2 separate regions of the Pan troglodytes genome follow, and region 2 is linked to region 1. Evidence: chromatin contacts called from public Hi-C data. All regions are on one chromosome and are shown on one strand. The core of a region is the stretch at or near the end of the contact, and the rest is flanking DNA. Distances in the headings are between cores, read along the strand shown. Region 1 overlaps PARD3B (par-3 family cell polarity regulator beta). Region 2 holds the start of NRP2 (neuropilin 2).

Region 1 (2,700 bases), core at 53-2,552:
TGATCATAATGAGATATCTACATATCTATCTATATACATACACATATATGTTACCATCATTTTGATTGTGACCAAGTGTACATTTTGAAAACGTTTCATATAAGGGCCCCCTGTGCTGCGGTACAAAATGGAAATAAGGCAAATAAGGCTGATATCAGATTGATGGATATTAAGGAGGCAAGTGAGTGTAATATAAGTCATAGGATTAGAGCCAATGTGGGCATATAGAGCACCAGAATAATGAGTGAGTGCCATATTGAGTTAGTTCATGTGAAAATATTTTAGACATGTAAGTTAGACTAGTAAAACGGTTTGTAACTTTATGCTACATATCTCGAGTGTTTGGATTAAGAGGGTGACACAATGATTAACTATAAAATACGACATTTTAGTTTTGAAGGGAGTTAGCATGTGCTCATGGCTGAGTGGGCTGCAGTGAAGGCTGGTGGAAGCTGGAAGTTGACAGCAGGCCAAAGACATGTCTTAGATAAAGGCCGTGTTTTCAGCATGAACGACCAGAGAATCTACCAAATAGAAACGATACTCAACGTCAAATTATGCTGCCTAATGAATAAGTAAGGGTAGCATGAAACATATGCCAGTGTTTGACTATGGTGACAAACCAGGAATGTAAAAGATGTATAAGAGCCAACAATGAATGTTCAAGAACTGTCTGAGGTGAAAAGGTGGGGGATGAAGATTTTGAGAGGCAAGACAAAAACCATGATGTCTGAAGTCTCAGGTGTCCACAGATGGACTTCCACAATTGGCTTCTATGAGTGAGAGTAGTTTCAGGTATGTGCATGAAGAAACAGACAGAGAGAGAGAGAGAGAAAGAGAATATGAACATGTGGGGAATAGCCCAATGTTGTCTAAACTGTTAATAATATTCGATATATTCTGTCTGCTGCTGATTTAGCTTCAACTCTGCCTGAGATCTCACAGTAAGTTTATTTCCTTTATATTTATTTATTACTTAGACCCACATATTATAAACTTTTCTGTAATAATCATTGCATAATAGTAAAAATAGGTTGAGCAATTTCCCGATTTCATTTTGTACAGGCATTAAGTTTGATCAAATTTGTTTTTCTTTCCTCACGCCATAGCAGTTTTCTCTTTTACAAGATTAGCCTCATCCCTCCAACACCCTTTTTTCCTTTGAGAGGGCTTTTCCCTTTTTTTTTTTTTTTTTTTTTGAAAGGCAGAAGGCAGGAGAGCCTTTCTTGCTCAATCCTCCTGGCTCCCTTCCAGTCCTTCCTCCATCCCAAGTTTCACACATCCAACCCCTGCTGCTGCTGGTCACCTAGGCAACGCAGCAGCTTGCAGGATGGTGCAGGTCACACGATCCTAGGAGGGGAGAGTTTCAAGGCTTAAGACTTGTTCCTTCCATTTTAAAAATATCTCTGCCCTTTCTTCTCCACCCATGCTTCTGATCCCTCCATCCAGGCCCTGCTCTTCTCTTGCTAGTCCCAAGTCGGAGCAGCCTCCTTGTCTATGGCGGCTTCTGCCATTCCCTCCACCCTCCATCACTGAAACTGCTCTGCCTGATACTGTCATCTCCAGGCTCAAAGCGCTTCAATACTTCTCCACTGCTCTCCGGAGAAGCATGGCACCCATGGAGCAGGGCAGACAATGCCCTTCCCATTGATTCTTCCCTGAGATATCACAAGCTTTAGCCACACTGAACACACTCTGCATTCTTTCCCATCCCTGGTTTCCTTAACCTAAATTGCCCTTCCCGCCACTTCTCTGTCCAGAGAGCTTTCTTCCGTTTTCCAAGAAACTGCTTAAACAATGCTCTCCTGTGAAAACTTACTTGACAACTCCAGGCAAAGTTAGTGGCTTCTTCCTCTAGGCTCCCATTGCATTTTGTATCTAATGCTTAGCTGGCTGCATCCTAATTATCTGCGTGTCTGTCTCTAAGGGGATGCTGCATTTCTTGCAGGCAGGGATGCTTTCCAATCCATTTGAGTTCTTTCTACAGTGTCTGGCTCAGAGCTCCAGAAATGCCTTTGAATGGATGAGTAAGTGAATGAATGACTTAATAACCAAATACTGCAGAGTGGAAAAGAAGAATGAAGTCTAAGACAGTGTCATACTTTTGACTGAAAGGAGATTACTGTTGATGATTAAGAGAGCAGTTCTAATAAAGAAGTGAGAACAGAGGCCTAAAACACAGGGGACTAGGAAGGAAGACGTGGAAAGAAGATGGAAGTTACTAGTTCATACCATGTAATGAAGATTTACAGCAGCGAGGAGCAATATAAACTTTTTTCTCTCCCCAATTCACAAAGGAACGGCTTTGCAGAAAAGGGAAGGAAAGAAATCCGTGGAGACTTTGAAGCCAAAAAGACAGTTGCTAAATCCCAGGTGATCTCTGAACCACCTCTCTCCCTTGAAGGTTTCTCATCTGAGTGCTTCTCTCTAGCCTCCCCTGCACAGATGCTCAGTACCTCTGACTGCAGTTGCCCTAAAAGGTATCCAAAGAGTCCTGGCTTCCAGGGGATATCAAACCTCTTCCATTCACCCAATCCATGTTATACACACACACAAATAACCCAGGTTTCATTCTGTGTATTACCTGCGAAAACCCTGCAATAAGATTGACTATCTACCAAATGAAGTCTGCATACCTTATTCTTGCACTCTGGGCTTTATCATCTGGCTGATCAGCTCCACCTTGTACAAATCAATTTA
Region 2 (2,834 bases), core at 51-2,550, 500 kb before region 1:
AAGGGAGATGTGTTCTGCTTCAAGACAGGGAAAAAAAATTCCCAAAAACTGTAATGCAAAGGCTTTGTAGTATTTTTAAACCTTTGATTCAGTCCATATGTGACATGTGAACACCGCCAAATTCTGTTTCAAAACACACACACACACACACACACTCCTAGCAGGAGAGGAAAGTTGGGTTTTAGCAGCCGTGGTGGTGTAGGAAGGGCCGGCTGGGATCTCTCTTTAAATTATTGAGTACTGAGGGAGCCTTCTTCTGTGCCGTTCTGCGTGGCCTTCCTGCTTTAGCGGTCACTTTTAAAGGGGAAACCATGTTGCAATAAATAGAAAAAACTTTCAGTGGCTTACCTGGTTGGCCTCTCACTTGGTGTCTTGAAAAGTAGAGGGCTAAGAAAACCCAGGTGAGAGGAAACATATCCATTTTGGAGAAGGTGGCTCTTTCCAGAGCTGGGTTCGTAGGTTTCTTGTTTAAATCTTTGTGTTTTTCTCTCTTTTATTTTCCTCCTTACAACGTCTTATGCAGAGGTTTCTAATGGTCAGCGTTTCCCTCCTGAGTCCTGGTGGCTTGTCTTCACCTTTATTCTTGCTGGAATTTCCACCTCACCAGGAGGAGAGTAGCTCCTGAAATCAGCAAAGAAGGAACAAGCCGGGAAGAGAACACGGTTTTCCTCTCAAAAACAAAACGCATATATGTTCTCTCCAGTTCTTCAAAGTGTCATTTCCTTTATCCTACAATATCACGAGTATTTCCCGAAAGCCAAGCGTAACAATAATGATAATAATAATAATTAAAACCAAGACTTGCCTTGGGCATCACACTGCCCCCAGGCAGCTGTGTGATCTCAGAGGCGTAAACTGACACACATCCCGTGGCACCCTTGACGGACACGCGGGCGGAGGCAGCCGCCGCCGGACAGCCCGAGTGGAAGGCGGCCGCCCTGCTCTTGTCCTCGCCGGGTTCCCCCGGCGGGAGCCTCCCCCAACGGCTACACCCGCTTGGCCAGCCTCTCGAGGGGAGTCTGAGGAAGGAAGCTGCTGCTGCTGTTGCTGCTGCTGGTGCGGCGGCGGTGGCGGCTGGGATCGCCTGGGAGTGAGCGAGCCCCTCTCCGAGTTCGCTGGCGCCCGCCCTCACCTCCACCTCGCCGAGTGTCTGTGCGGCTGAGGATGTGCTGGGGGCCGGCTGCAGGCTGGTGCCTCGCTCGCGATCTCTGCCTCCCCTCCGGCTCCCCACTGCCTTTTCAGGCCGAGCAGCATGTGGATGTCAGAGCCGCGGCAGAGCTATCCGATTACGCGCCGGCTCAGGGCCCGCCCCTTCTGTGTTCCTGATTAAAGAGGCAGCAGCGGAGACGCGCGGCGCAGAGCAGAGTGCCGCGGCACCCAGCTCGGGCGGGGCGGCGGCGGCTTCTCTCGGGCCGCCGCAGGATCGAAGTTAAGGCGGCGCCCACCCCACCACCCCTCGCCCGCCCCGCATCTCCCGATCGCCCCCGCGCACCTCCGCGCCGGGCCGCCGGTGCGTAACGCCCTGGGGAAGAAGCGCCCCCGGGCACCCCCAGGGCGCGCCGCCCTTGGCCGTGTCGCCCCCACCCAAGGGAGACCCCGGGGGGACGGGGGGAAAAGCCTTGTTCCCCCTAAATTCCACGACTCCGATGCCACACACGCAGAACCCAACACAATGCCACGCGCGATGGCGTTACAAGAGGAGTTGGGTGGCGTACGGTGTTTGGGGTAGCGAGCCGGTCGGCAGCTCAGCCATGCGTTCGAACAGGCAGCGGTGCGTGGCGGCGACACACACCGTCAGCCCGGTCTGAATAAAACCCCAAACACTCGCGGCGTTTACTACTCAGATCCTTTGTTATGTCCCAAACATGCTCTGCTCCTCTCTGGGTTAGGATTTCGTTACCCCTGCGCCTTTAACTTGTAACTACGCTAAAAAGAGGAAAGATTTTCTTCAGCAAATAATTTCTTCAGGTAATTAAATTGGATTCCATCAAGTTCCCCCGAAAAAGTATAGGTGCTTGAAGGCGTCTCATCCAAATGCTACTGTAACTACGTCTATTCACATTTTCCCCCATGGAAACGTGGTCACAAAGCCTAGAGAAAGAAAACATCATTATGCCAACTATTTTTAAATGGAGGCGTGAAAACTGTTTAGAGGGAACTGCAAGCTAACAGTTGGGGAAACACTTGTATCTTTGTTTCTGAGGATGGCTTTGTGGATTCCAAACTGTCTTGCTTCACCAGACACCTATTACTACATTATCATAAAGACTGCAACAGAAACAGCCTAAATTACACCCTGCACATGTACACCTTTTCTGCCACAAAAGAGGTATATGAAAAATAAGAAAATTCAGAAAAATATTTACAGATTAAGATTTTTTTTTAATTAAGAAAGTAAAATTTTCTGTAGATTAAGAAAAATACAGTTTCGGTGACGAGAAACACACACCTGACTACCCATTTTCTTCTTGGCTTGTACTTGTGGATTCTTCTGGGTGGTTTCCCTCCTTATCTGGACTTGCCCATTAGCTTTGTTTATCACTTTTAGTGTTTGAAAAATCTGTAACTCCCACTTAACTGTTATTTACACTGAGATAACCAAAACAAAATTGAATCAGAAGTGATTTGCAAATAGTTGAGCCAAGCTGTGTTGGGGGGTGGGGCGGGATTTTAGAGTGGAAATCCACAGGTTGACTATCACACTGTTAATCTCAGATGCCTGGTTGGGAAAGGCACAGCACAGAGGCCTCTGAGTTCTTCCAGGGAGCATGTCTCTTGGCTAGCCTAAATGCTACCTTTCATTCCCTCTTTGCCTCCCTCCTTCCTCTTCCTCC

What was found. A called contact is a pair of places that touch in the nucleus more often than the background predicts.
Region 2: a contact with region 1 is called in a Hi-C map of stem cell-derived neural progenitor cells, with 5 times the contacts expected there. The contact joins the promoter of NRP2 here to the enhancer-like site in region 1. A contact is called at or near these places in 1 of 7 Hi-C or Micro-C datasets (stem cell-derived neural progenitor cells) and 1 of 1 other capture datasets (stem cell-derived neural stem cells).

Annotation. Positions count from the first base shown.
Region 1 is chr13:107,405,988-107,408,687 of NHGRI_mPanTro3-v2.0_pri, reverse strand. The region is part of intron 13 of PARD3B (par-3 family cell polarity regulator beta); the gene reads right to left. Among named protein-coding and RNA genes, the nearest start is that of NRP2, 500 kb to the left of the region's middle. Within about 2 kb of position 1,302, at least 8 of the 24 cell types and tissues checked have an H3K27ac peak or open chromatin away from gene starts, as enhancers often do. A contact at or near this core is called in stem cell-derived neural progenitor cells and stem cell-derived neural stem cells, where this site is marked.
Region 2 is chr13:107,906,988-107,909,821 of NHGRI_mPanTro3-v2.0_pri, reverse strand. It overlaps NRP2 (neuropilin 2), which reads right to left and starts at 1,300. Exons shown (of 17, transcript XM_016950360.4): 1 at 349-1,300. The coding sequence starts at 421.